Regions from separate parts of the Anser cygnoides genome. Here region 2 is linked to region 1. A link is a contact called in public Hi-C data. All regions are on one chromosome and are shown on one strand. The core of a region is the stretch at or near the end of the contact, and the rest is flanking DNA. Distances in the headings are between cores, read along the strand shown.

Region 1 (6,794 bases), core at 1,343-3,842:
GGGTGGGTTGGAAAAGCCCCCCCAGGTCACGGGGCGCAGCCGGTGATGACCGACCCGGGCTCTGCTTGACCCCGCTGGGCTCCACATCCAGGCCACGGGACTTTGTTCTTTCTGCGGTCGCAGCCCGCACCCCGCTCTTGTGAGCTGTCCTTGGCCTCTGCCACCTGTGCCACGCCGCCAAGGCTGGCACAGCTCAGCCGCGACCCCAGGGCAGCGAGGCTGAAAGCCCCAGCCCCCAGCACAGCACCCCTGGGGTGCACCCCGTGCCCAGATCCATCCCCGCGGCATCCGTCCATCCCCTGGCCGGGCAGCCGCTCCAAAACCCAGCCCCGAGGCTGCAGCCTGGGCAGCGAGGATGCCAGCGCCGTGTCCTGCAGCAGGGACGGAGCTGCCAGGGTGTGACGTTGCTGCCAGGCTGTTACAACAGGTCAGCACGCAGCCTGGCACCAGAGCACCAGCATCCCAAGCAGAGCCATGTCTCCCCACGTTTGCATCAGTTTGGTTGGATTTATTCTGTCACTTTTCCTCCCTTCTGTCAACCAGAAAATTCGATGCTATGCAGATTTTAATTATGCAAATTTGCTGTAGTCCCGAGACCAGAGTGCGTAGTGCTGCACCCTGGAAGTGCCTGCAGGGGCTGAGGTTTCTCGCCTAACAGGGCTCCCACCCCAGCATGCCCTCCCACCCTGCACGTGCGACAAGAAAACGGGGTCTGTGCCCCCTACCCAGGCACCAAGCCTCAGCCAAGGAGTCCCAATAAAGCACTGACGCTGCCTCTCCCCCTAGAATCGCCTCTCCCCAAACCATCCCTCGAAGGGGGAAGGCCAGCCAGCCAGCAAGCCTCAGCGTCAGGAAGCAGCCAGAACCCACAGCAGTCCCCTTCGCGGGGGAAGATTTGACAGAGCAGCTAAAAAGCACAGAGGTGACCCTGCTAAGGGAACATTATGCTTGGATTTATTTTAATTAAAGTGCCCGAGTGAACATATCAATTTCTGACACCATTTGGGGCTTTTTAGTTCTGAGAAACTGAAAACTCAAATTATTAATTTTTTTTTTTTGGTGTTATGGCTTGGGTTGCATTATTTTTTGGCAAGAAAAGTGTTGACACCCTTGAAAGCTTTCACCTTCCTAAAAAAAGAAAACTATAAAAAGCCTTCCTTGGATGAAAACAATTTCCCGATCAGCCCGACCGCCCTCGTGCCTGGGTGTGTGGGCAGCGGGGCAAAGCCCAGCGTCCCCCCGCTTGCCGCAGAGGGCACCCCGCAGCCACGCCAGCAGCCTCGACCGTTCCCTGAGCTCCCCAGGAAAAGCTTTTGATAAACGGGAACATACCTCTGCCACTGGTGCAAGGGCCAGCCTCTGCTCCGTGCAAGGGGAGCACAAAACCCAGTGCCCTGACTCCACTCGGGGCAGGTAAGCGAAGGAGGTGAAGAGATGGCGTCTTTCTTTGTTGTTTTTTTTTCAGTCCCAGGCTTAAGATGCGGATCTTGGAACACTTTTTTGGCTGCTCTTATGTTCTGCATTCATTTAAGAGACCAAGCACCACACACGGGCTGTGCCGGTGTGTGCGCGCCTGCAGGTCGAGCGAAGCCAGAGCCGGTCCGTGCCAGGCTGCCCGGGCTCTGCAGCACCGTGTGCGGGGCCAGGAGGGCACAGGGCAGGGCTCTGGCAGCCTTCCCAAAGCCTCAGCCCTGTAATTCGGTGCCTCTGCTTTCAGAACTTCCTGCAGCTATTTCCATGCAGGGCAATTCAGAACGCTGCCCTTCCTTGCCCAGGTAAAAATCCCCGTGTGGCTGCAGGTGCTGCAGCTTGCGGCCGCCCCGAGCCCTCTGCTCACCCCGCAGGGCGCACAGGGGTGGCTGCCGGCACCTGGGTGCAGCAGGGCTGCGACAGGGAGTGCAGGCTTCAAGGATTTATCTCAGAAATACGCTTCCGTGAGGCTCTGCTGAGCCTCTGCCAAGCTGCAAGAACCCGGCGTTTCCCAACAAGTCCATCCTACCAAAGCGGGGATCCGTACTGAGGGAGCAGACCCAAACCAACGCGCACCGGCTGTCGGCAGGCTTGCTCCTCGCCAGACCAGCCTGGGATCAGCACGGGCAAGGGAGCCAAGGCCATGGCAAGGTGCGTTAGCAAACGAGCATCACTGGTGCTGGGACGGGCTGAACGAGGCAGGGGATGTACAGCTGGTAACGTGCCTGTGCTGCTGGCACCGGCGCTGCTGCTCCGTGCTCGGCTCCCGACGGAGCTGGGCGCTGCGTGGCTGTTTGGGTTACATCTGCACACCCAGTGCTCCTTGGCAGGGGTCCCGCGAGCAATAAACAAATAGAGGCCGCTGGGAAACTGCAGGCTTTCCCGTCAGATGCTCTCAGGGAAAGCCAGGAGGGGGAAGGCACAAAAATGGTGACGATTATGTATCTCCCTAGGAGGGAAAACTGGTTTCCAGACACCAAGAACCCAAGTGGCACAGAGTGCTATTTCACACCGCCCGCTCCAGAGCTCACTCAACATGATAAACATTGCCAAAGCTTAATTGGGCTTTGCCAGCCCCTTGGGACAACAGCGAGGGTCAGTGCCATGATCTACAAGCCACAGCCCCAGCCCCAGGCAGTGAAAAGTCCTGCTGAGGAGCCCCAGGAGCCCCGGCACAGCTCAGCTCCGGCGGGGCGAGCGCGGCTGCGTGAGCGGGGCTGGCTTCCCAGCTGCGCAAAGCACCACGAGACCCTGAGTAGTCACACGCAGCATCACGGCTGTGCTGCTCACACCATGAAACTCTGCCAGGAAAGCTGTCCCCCGAGGACAGGGGCTGGCAATGCCCGCAGAAGCCCCACAGGCACCTTGCAGAACGGGGAGGGAGCCAGGACCTGTGCACGGGTGGAGCAGAGCTGGCGCTGGGGGGGCCCTGCACCCCGAACCCATCCAGCACCCCAAGGAGCACTGCGCAGGAGCTGGCCGGCGGGGTGGCTGCAGTCTGAGAGAAGGCAGATGGTAATAATTAGCCGTACACTAATTCCATGGAAATTTCCATGTGCCTGGGAAAGAGGCTCACCGAGCCCTTGCTGCTGCCCCAGGGCAGAGTTTCACTGGAGTTTCCGGGGACTGTGACTAAGAGCTGGGCTGTCACACGGGTGGTGTTTAAATGCCTCCGTGGAGCCTCGCATCAAAACAGCACCGGCCCCAAACCCACCCGGAGCCGGCGGTGCTGGGCTGCGAGGTGCTCGGGTAGTGGGGGCAGCACCCAGCGGCCTCGGGGGGCGGCTGCTGTGCCCGAGCCCTTCTCCTGCTGTGGTTTGCTCTGGGTGAGAGCGCCGGGGACATCTCCCCTCGTGGTCCCCGAGGGAGGCAGCCCGTCACCCGCCCGGCGGGAGCTCGGCACGCAGCATCCCGAGCACTCTCACGGCTCCTCCCTGGCAACACAAACGGAGTCACAACAGGGCCCTGGAGGCCGGTAACGTGCTGAGCTCGGGCCCTGGCGGCGAGCCCGGCGTGCCCACGCGGCCCCGCTGCGGCAGGCTGCAGGTGCCGCTGCCCTGCTCTGCCCTGGGGAGCACCACGAGAGCGGGGTCAGAGCGGGCAGGAGGGCGCGATGCTCTGCTCCAGGGTGTCCTCTGAGGTCTGCTGCCACAGAGGGGGTGCTGGGGTGGCCGGGGAGACCTCGCTCCCTGCTCTTCTCCTCCCTCCTGCCTGATGCAAAGTACGCAGGCAAGCGCTCGGCGAGCGCCCCAGCCCTCGGCTCCCTTCTCCTTCCTACCTTTCCCGTGCAGGCTCGTCCCGGCTCCGGCACTCTCCGCTACCTGTCCCGGGGGCTCCTTAGAAAGCTGCTTGCGTAAGCAGCTGCCTGGAAAAGGAGCAAGGAGGAAGGAAGGGGATGGACGGGAGTAGGGAGGGCCAGGCGGCGTCAGGGTATCTCAGTGCACCCTACAGTCTGAGCGAAAGGAAAAAGGATGTTTTGTAATATTTGGCGAGCCCTTCCCCGAGCTGGGAGAGGAAACCAGTGGGGCAGACGGCGCTCGGCGAGCCATCCACGCACAGCACTGCCGGTACCGGAGCCTCTCCGCCTGCATCCCGCGTCTCCTGCTGGGGCCCCACTGGTGTCATGCTGGAAAAATGTGCTCTTGGCTGGAATTTGGCAGCCTGGCCTCTGGTGGGGAGGGAGCCTCTCTGCTTACAGAGGGAGCGGGAGCTGTGGCCTCGGGGCTGTGGGGAGAGGGTTTGCTGAGCTCTGGTGGCAGCAGGACGGCTCTGGAAGCATCCCTGCATCCTGCACCCCAGCCCTGAGGCCTCTGCTGCCCAGCCAGCTCCTTCCCTCCCCGGGGCAAACCCCAAACCTCCTCCCTGTTCTCTGGAGCCCTGAGGGGGCATCGCAGCCCCACAGTTTGCCCAAACCGTGGTCTGGTCCCAGAGGTCAGGGCTCAGCTCTGCACGTACACAGAAATCAGCTCGGGTTAAACAAACTCACCCCAAAGCAGCGGTGCGAGAGGCACCAGCCCGACTCCGGCTGGCTGCGGAGAGGAGCGTGCAGGATCCGGCCCCCGGCTGCCTGCGGCCGCTCCCTGCAGAGGGAGCGCAAGGAGCAGGAATGAGCAGGCTGGGAGCAGCCATTTCATCCTCGGAAAACGTAGTGCAGGGACGGGGCTGCTGCTGCCCGAAGGAGGAGGAGAACTCTGCTCAGCCCAGGAACAACCCCACACCAGCCAACCCTGCAGCCTGCTTCCATGTGCCCAGCCAGACCCTGGTCCTTGTCCCGCGCCCTGGCCGCAACGACCTTCCCAAAGCCCTGGGACCCGCAGCAGCTGCACAGCCCCTGCAAAGCAGAGGGAATGAAACCAGTGCCCTGCATTCCCACCTGCTGCAAAGAGCAGGAGGAGGACGGTGAGCTGGGTGAACTCAGCTGGGCCACGCACAGGGGCTGGCAGGATGGGGCTGAGGGCCCAGGAGCCTCCCATCGCTTCTGCCCCCCCCGAGGAGCTCTGCCCGCATCTGCTGGCCCCGAGCACAGCACGGGTACCTCAGTTTGGAGGAAGGGCCCCGCTCCATCATCCCGCTCTGAGGGCCACAGCCTCCCACCTGCCCAGCTGAAACATTTGCTTTCCAGTGAGCCGGCAGCAAAACACCAGCACTGGGATGGGCACACCAACAGGACGTATGCTGCCAGCCCCATGCCCGCTGCCCACACCGACCCCGGGGCTTTGCTGCGGGAGGAGGGCGCTGCCGGCTGCGGCAGAGGGCAGTGGCGCACACGGTTGTCTCATCGTTGGCTGCCGTCCAGCCTCAAACTCCCATCTCCCAACTTGCTCTTTCTTTTCAGCTGAAACTTCCTGCCATTTATCATTTCAATTCTTCGCCTCTTCAGCAGTGCAGAAAATTGGCACTTAATTTGCCCTGCCAGGCTGCGTGGTGGCAGCTTAATTGACCCTTGTTGCGCACCCTCGCCACATCGCGGTCGCTGAGCTCAGGCTTGTGCCACGCTAATTTCCCGACCACTCTTGGTTCGAGCTGCCCTTTTCAGGGGGTTGCTTGTGCTCAGTTCCGGGCAGGAGCACTGGGAAGAACGCGGCCGCCAGCCACGGGGAGCGGCGCTGGGAGGTGGGACAGACGCTCCCACAACGGTTTCTCATCCGAAGAGCAATCCTGCGCCTGGCCCGAGCCCCTGGGGAGCCTGGAGCCCTTGCTCAGGATGGTCCCTCCCAGGTCTGCGTTGAGCAATTTGGTTTCCCGCAGCTGTCCGTGGGCCTGCCTTTTCCCAGCTCCATGCCTCCTCAGCTGCTTAGTCGGTTGCTCCACAAACCAGCACATTTCAGATTGCCACCTTTGGTACCGTGTGCTGCAGAGCGTCACAAATCTCAGAGCTCCTCCAAGCCTTGCAAAAGTCAGAAACACGAGCCTCCAGTTGCTACCCTGACTTTCCTGGTTGTTTTCCAAGAGCTGGTCCCAAGCACTCAGCCTTGCCTGAGTCGGAAGGATCACAGAGCGTCAGTGGCTGAGCGGCACACTGACCAGAAAGCTTATAATAAAAGCTGATTTATAGCAATCACCCAGATATAACCTCAGCTTAGTTCCAGTTGCCCTATTGCATCATTTGGGGCAAAGATTGCTCCGTGAGTACCTGAAATAATTGGTATTCGGAGCACAATAAAACCCCACGTGTGGTTCACGATCCAGGCAGAACTGCATTATGGCAGATGTCTAGCAGGGGAATAAGATTTTTCCAGGTGAACGGAGGAAATGCATGTAATTCTTGCTTCGGAGTATTTCTGAGCACTGCTGAAGAGAAGTGGCCTGCACATTTGCTCCTCCGCTGCACGACGGCAGCGAGGGCAGGAGCCCAGCCTGTGCCCAGCTGTGCAGCCTGGCGCAGGGCCGGCCGAGAGCCCGTGGGCAGCAGGGTCCTCCTGGGGCTCGCACCGCCACGAGTGGTCCTGAGCAGCCCCGCTGGGAGCGCTGAGCGAGGGGCTCGGGTGCAGGTTCTCCGGGCAGCGTTAGAGGTGGCACCGTGCGTCCCGGGTGCTCTGTGAAGGAGGGGGGCTTGCGTGGTGATCCATGCATCACCGCTCCGTTTGCGTCGGGCCATGGAGTCCTTCCAGCGCTCCGAACACAATGAGTTAGTATCTGCTGCTCTGCAGTTTGTATCCAGGCTGAAACCCCGGCCAGCTGGGAGCATGTTGGGACCAGACTCAAGTACAAAGAACAATGGAAAAGGCATCGCGAGGGGCGGGTGGAAAGGCAGGATCCAGCGCTTGGTGACAGCGCCGCATCTGGGGCTGCTCAAAGCTCTCCGATTCTCCACCGAGAGAGGA
Region 2 (6,794 bases), core at 1,652-4,151, 190 kb after region 1:
GATCATAAATAATCCTGGTACCTGGAGAGACGAGAGCGCTGTCAGAAGAGGCACACGAGGGCCAGGCTCCGCAGCTCCGGCAAAGCGCAGCAGGCTCAGGGGGAGCTGCCAAGCTGGGGCTGCGCGCGGATTTCTAGGAACACGGCCACGCCGAACAGCGCGTTCTGTTCCTCGCGAGGGAGCCGCTGCTGGACAAAGCCCAAACCCGCGGGCGGAGAAGGGCTCCCTCCACACAGCCCGCAGCCTTAACCCGGGAGGCGCTGCGAACAGCTGTTCCCTTCCCCAAGAGGAGAGCCGCAAACCTCCGCCCTGGGGCTGCCCCTCGCTGCTCCGCTGCCCCTCCAGCCAGAGCAAAACCCTCCTGGGGCGCTTCCCAGAAAGCTCCGGCCAGAGGTAAACCCGTGCGGGGAAATAAACTCCCCCTAACAGCCAGGCCACCACGCTCACGTTATTTCGAAGGGTTGCTTAAAAAAGAGTAATTAGATATTTGGTTTCACGCTGCCGATGGGCTCCCCAGACACCACAAAGCCCGCCTCACCGCACGGTTTTGCCCGAGCCGTCCCCACAGGCCGGGGAGAACCGACACGACTCGGAGCTGCGCGCAGCCGGGCTGGCTCCCAGGAGGGCAGGATCGCACCCCGCCGGCTCCGCTGGGGGCAGCGGCAGCTCCTGGAGCTGCAGCTCGGGTACGGAGGGCTGGGAGCACGGCCCGCGACAGCCCCGCCTCGACACCGAACCCTCGGCGTGCAAGGGGAAGGTGCGGAGGGAAACGCGGCTCGCCTTGGGCGCTTTCCCTGGGACGAGGCTTGGTGGAAGCGCCCCCCAACACGCCCTGCCCCGCTCCCAGACGCGGCGGGTTCCGCGGTCACCCCGCACGTGGGCCCGGGGGGAGACGCCGCGTGCACGTGCCCTCGGCAAAGGCAAGGGGCCAAGCCAAGCACGAAGGGGACAGCGGAAGGAACGGGTGCTGCTGAAAGGCCACCCGCCGCCTCTCGCCTGCTCCTTCCTGCTGTCGTGTTAACCTCTGCCGCGGGGAAAGCCAGCTCCGTCCCGTGCCCACGGGGAGCTCCTTCGCTCCCCCCAGCCTGCCCGGGGGGGGGATGAGGGAGCCCAGGAGCCCCGGCACGAGGCAGCTCGCCTGGGTCAGCCCCGCTGCGGGGACCGGAGGAGGACACCAGCACACGCGGGGGACTCGGCGTGAGAGGTGCCTGTCGCCGTCTCCACGAGGGCTGCTCGTGGCGATGCAGGAGGAGGAATTGTTCTCGGAAAGGGGAGCAGAGGATGGCAGCAGCCCCCGGCTGAGGCTCCCTGACCCCGGGGCAGGCTGGGCCCCAGGCACCGCGGTCACGGGGCGCTGGGGGCTCTGCCGGGGCGCACACGCCTTGACGGCAAACACCGGCCGCTCTCCTTCCCTGCGCCGGGTGCTCGCTAGCTCCCAAACACCAGCCCCGCAGGGCTCGCCGAGCGGCCGGCGGCGCTGAGCGGGCCCGGGAACGCCGCCCAGAAGCATTCCTCCCAGCCCCACCTCGCGGGGCTCGGCTGCCCGCTGCCTTCAAGGGAGAGAGTGCAACAGAAACAACGCCAGGGCTTCGGCTCCCCGGCCAGCCCCAGGCTTCTGCACGAGCCCAAGCGCATGCGCCTGCATCAGCGGCGCCGACTTCCCCCTTCCCCACCAGCTCCCAGCCCGCAGCGCCGCTGAGAAAAACCTGGGGACGGTTTGGGGACCGTTTCTCCCTTCCTGCTCCCCGCTCCGATCTCTGGCAGCGGCGTGGAGAAAGCTCCTCAGGGGCACGGAAAATAAATAAAAAAAAATACGGGGGAGCTGCCGAGTAGGAGCTTGGGGTGCTGGGCTCAGGGCTGTGCCCCCGAAGCACGGCCCCAAACCGGGCTGCGTGGGGCGAGCAGCACCGGCAGCGGGCACGGCCGGGGGGCAGCTCCCTGCCCCGAGCTGTGTGTGGGGGGGTGTGGGGGCAGCAGCACCCCTGCGGTGTTTTGGGGCCGTGGGGCACGGCGCTGCCAGGAAAAGTTCAGGAGGTTGGGAGGGATAAACGGTTCCCTTCCACGCGGTGCCGCGGGGAGGGGAGCCCCCCCCCCAGCAGCCCCCCCAGGGGTCTCCCTCCTGTGGGGCAGCACGACCCCCCCGCTCCTTCCCCCCAGAGAGGCCCGCAGCTCCAGGCAGCCCCCCCCGAAAAGGGGAAGGGGAGCACGGCCCCAGGCACCCCTCCGAGCCCCCCCAGCCCGGGTGAGAGCCCACCAAGGACCCTACCCCGCCGCAGCCCCTCTCCGAAGGGGGGAGGCAGCCCCAGCCCCCACGGAGCCGGAGCCCCCCCCACAACGGGAGCCCCCTCCCCCCCAAAAAAACCCCAAGAGAACCCCTCTGGGGACCCACTCGCCCAAAAAAGCGCCCCCCCCGAACCCCCCTCCAAGGAGAGGGACCCCCCCCAAAAACAGAGGGGACCAAAAAGAACCCAAAGAGAGGAAGACCCCAAAAAAAGAGGGAACCCCCCAAAAACGGGGAAGACCCCCCCAAAAACGGGGAAGACCCCCCCAAAAACGGGGAAGACCCCCCCAAAAACGGGGAAGACCCCCCCAAAAACGGGGAAGACCCCCCCAAAAACGGGGAAGACCCCCCAAAAACGGGGAAGACCCCCCCAGAAACGGGGGAGGACCCCAAGAACCCCCCCCCCCCGCCCCGCTGCCGCTCACCGCCCGGCGTGGTCCCGAAGACGGTGCCCCCCGGCGTGGTGCTGTAGTCCCCGGGCGGCAGCGGGGCGCCGTCGGGCAGGGCGAGGCGCTTGCCGGGCCCCGGGATGTCGCGGCTCGGCGTCGGCCCCTGGCAGCAGCGCCCCGACATGGCCGCCACCCTGCCGCCCCGCCGCCCTGCCCGCCGCTTCCGGCGCGGGGCCCGCCCCTTCCGGTGCGGGCGGCACGGGAAAGGGGCGGGGCCCGGAGGGGGCGGGGCCTGGAGGGAGAGGCGTGGCCTGTCTGGGGGCGGGGTCTCAGTGGGGGTGTGGCCTAGGTGTGCAAAGGGGGCGTGGTCTAACGCTGGTGGGCGGGGCCGTGGGCGGGGCCAAGCGCGGCCGGGGCCGCCGGGTCCCTGTGCCCGCCGCTGACGGTGCCCGGCCCCGGGGCTCCGCGGGGGTGGGGGCTCCCAGTGCCCCAGTGCTCCCAGTGCCCCAGTGTCTCCAGTGCTCCCAGTGCTCCCAGTGCCTCCAGTGCTCCCAGTGCCCACAGTTCCCCAGTGTTCCCAGTGCTCCCAGTGCTCCCAGTGCCCCCAGTGTCCCCCAGTGTCCCCCAGTGCTCCCAGTGCTCCCAGTGCCCCCATCCCACCCAGTGCCCCCAGTGCTCCCAGTGCTCCCAGCCCACCCAGTGCCCCCAGTGCTGCCAGTTCTCCCAGTGCCCCCAGCCCACCCAGTGTCCCCCAGTGCCCCAGTGCTCCCAGTGCCCCAGTGCTTCCAGTGCTCCCAGTGCCTCCAGTGCTCCCAGTGCCCCAGTGTCTCCAGTGCTCCCAGTGCCTCCAGTGCTCCCAGTGCCTCCAGCGCTCCCAGTGCCCACAGTTCCCCTGTGTTCCCAGTGCTACCAGTGCCCTCAGTGTCCCCCAGTGTCCCCCAGTGCTCCCAGTGCTCCCAGTGCCCCCAGCCCACCCAGTGCCCCCAGTGCTCCCAGTTCTCCCAGTGCCCCCAGTGCCCCCAGCCCACCCAGTGCCCCCAGCCCACCCAGTGCCCCCAGTGCTCCCAGTGCCCCCAGTGCTGCCAGTTCTCCCAGTGCTCCCAGCGCCCCCAGTGCCCCCAGTGCTCCCAGCGCCCCCAGTGCCCCCAGTGCTCCCAGCCCACCCAGTGCTCCCAGTGCTCCCAGTGCTCCCAGTGCCCCCAGCGCACCGTCCCGGCGGTGACAGCAGCGTTCCGTCGTCCCCCCGCCAAGGGGCATTTGGGGCCCCGCGGCGGTGCCGGGCCGCGGCTGTCAGCGGCCCGCGGGGCTCAGCGCGGCCGAGCCCTGGCAGCGCCCCGGGGCCGACAGGTGGAGCTCGGCTCCCGCCGGCCGGGGGCTGCGGCTGGAAACGGCACAGGAAAAGCTACGAGCACTGCCTCGCTGCCCTGGGCACTGCCTGCGCACACCCCTTGGCCTAGGCTGAGCCGGCGGGGGGGGCTCCCCAAAACCAACCCCAGTCCCCATCCCATCCCCATCCCATCCCCATCCCCATCCCCATCCCCATCCCCATCCCATCCCATCCCCATCCCCATCCCCATCCCCATCCCCATCCCATCCCCATCCCATCCCAACCCATCCCCAGTCCCCATCCCCATCCCATCCCATCCCATTCCCATCCCCATCCCCATCCCATCCCATCCCCATCCCATCCCATCCCCATCCCATCCCAACCCATCCCCAGTCCCCATCCCATCCCATCCCCATCCCATCCCCATCCCCATCCCCATCCCATCCCCATCCCATCCCACCCCCATCCCATCCCCATCCCCATCCCATCCCATCCCAACCCATCCCCAGTCCCCATCCCATCCCATCCCCATCCCATCCCCATCCCCATCCCATCCCCATCCCAACCCATCCCCAGTCCCCATCCCATCCCATCCCCATCCCATCCCCATCCCCATCCCATCCCCATCCCATCCCATCCCAACCCCATCCCCATCCCATCCCCATCCCATCCCCATCCCATCCCATCCCAACCCCATCCCCATCCCAAAAACCAACCCCATACCCATCCCATCCCATCCCCATCCCATCCCCATCCCATCCCCAATCCCCATCCCATCCCCATCCCATCCCAACCCCATCCCCATCCCATCCCCATCCCATCCCCTTTGCCCCGGTGCGGCTGCTGAATCGATTACCGGGCGCTGGGCAGGAAGCCAACGCATCCGGCCGTGCCGGGTGACACCGGCCGTGACCCCAGCCCAGCGCGGCGCCCAGGCACGGCTTAACGAGGCCCCCGGCCGTTTCCTCCTCCCGATCCCAGAGAATGGGGATGGGGTCAGGGTGCCCGCGGGAGGTCGGGCTGCCGGGGCACATCCTGCCTGCGGTGGGGCTCGGGGCTGCGGTTCCCAACCTCGTCTGGGCGCCTGCCCCGCTGCCCGGCACCCAAAGCCGTGGATCAGGGTGAAGAGGGGGCGTGGGGACCCCAGCCCCCCACGGAGGTCCTGGGGGTGCTCCTGGTGGGGGGGTTTTGCCCTCCCCTCGCGGGCTTCTGGCCCCGCTGTCCGCGGGCTCGCGTTGGCAGCGCCCGCTGGTGCCAACGTGTTCATCTCCAGGGCGCTTTATCTGTTCTCTCCCCGGGCTGCAAAGCCCTTCATCATCCTCATGTGACGCACGTTATCACCTCGCTGCCTTCTAAATCGGGAACGGGGGGGAGCCGTGTGGCAGCGCCCCTCCCCAGCAGCCCCTGTTTGGCCCCGACCCGCTGGCACAAATCCCTCCTTGCCGACCTAGGGGGGGGGCATTTGTGAAACGCCTGCTCCTCCAGCGGGGCAAAACTCCCCCGTGGCTCTTGGAAAACTCGTCCCACAACCCACGAGCTATTCGGCCTTTCTGGTCGCCCTGCGTGCGGGGAGCACCCCCGGGGGTGCAGGCGTGGGGCAGATCCTGCCCGTCCCTGGGAAGAAAATAAACCCGGGGAGGACAAACTTCCCCCGGGGGTGTAAACAGGCAGCGAGGCTCTGAAGCCCTCCCCGGCCAGGCAGAGCACCGCTGGCGCCGGATCAGACCCCTCGCTGCTGCTATCGCCAACGGGGGGAGCACGGCCGGTCCTCGGAGGGTCCCCAAACCCCCCCCCCCGGGGTCCCAACCCCCCCTGGGTGCCCGCCGCGACCCCCGGCAGCGCGGGCGGCAGGGATGTCCCGGTGCCATTTCCCCGCCGGTGTTTACATTCCCCTGCGATGCCGGCGCAGATAGCGAGCGGCCCACATCCCCTCTGCCCGCCCAGGAGCTGTTCCTGCAGATAAAGTTGCCCCCGGTAAACAACCCCATCCTGCGTGGAAGCGCCGCCGCCCTGCCGGGGGGGTGAGGGGGGGGAGCCCCAGCCTGGGTCCGTGCCCCGGGCGGGTGCAGGCGCTGGCAGAGGGTGCTCAGCACCCCCACAGCACCCCCGGGGACGCGCTGCTGGGTTCTGCTGCTGCCGAGGCAGTTCGGCGGTGGCAGGGATGTCCCTGCAGGCTGGGGGGGGGGCACGGGCAAATGCCTGCCACTGGTGTTTCGTACGGGCCCTGACCCGCGTGGGGACGGCCCCGCAAGCCCTTCGGTCACCCCGCAGGGCAGGGCTCAGCACCTCTGCTGCCCTTTCTTTCCCCAGAAACAAAACACCAGGCTCCTGCTGCTGCCCTTGCTGGCGGTTCGGGTGGCTGATGCGAGCCAGGAGCCGCGCGTGATGGGCAGACCAAAAGCCAGCGGAGCTTCTCCCGGCTGCAGAGGGGGCTCGGTCCTCCCTCGGTGCAACCGAATGCCTTGCTGGCAGGCTGAGCTCTCTTACAAAACCTTTCCTTTGCGTCCAGCCACGCCATCGCTCCACCGCAGCGCGGGGAGAGGTCCCCAGCCTGCTCCCACACTCAGGACCTGGCACCCTTTGTGCCTGTCCCGTGGCGCTGGGGCCGCCGGGGCCGTAAGGACGGGGATGCTCGGGGAGCCCTGGCCTGGGGGGCTGTGGCTGAGCTTCCAGCACGATTCCTGTCTTCCCCTGAAAGCTAAAGTTTGGGAACTGGCTCGGTTCCTGCCTCCTCCTCCTCCTCTTCCTCGCTGCCCTGCACCTCCCTGTCCGGCACCTCCTGATTCACGCTCGCCTC

What was found. A called contact is a pair of places that touch in the nucleus more often than the background predicts.
Region 2: a contact with region 1 is called in a Hi-C map of liver, with 2.4 times the contacts expected there. The contact joins the promoter of EIF4EBP1 here to the promoter of TACC1 in region 1. A contact is called at or near these places in 2 of 7 Hi-C or Micro-C datasets (granulosa cells and liver).

The regions. Positions count from the first base shown.
Region 1 is chr26:702,105-708,898 of Taihu_goose_T2T_genome, forward strand. TACC1 (transforming acidic coiled-coil containing protein 1) reads right to left here and starts at 2,593. Exons shown (of 16, transcript XM_066983502.1): 1 at 1,333-2,593. The coding sequence starts at 1,523.
Region 2 is chr26:892,633-899,426 of Taihu_goose_T2T_genome, forward strand. EIF4EBP1 (eukaryotic translation initiation factor 4E binding protein 1) reads right to left here and starts at 2,902. Exons shown (of 3, transcript XM_066983481.1): 1 at 2,707-2,902; 2 at 1-21. The coding sequence starts at 2,854.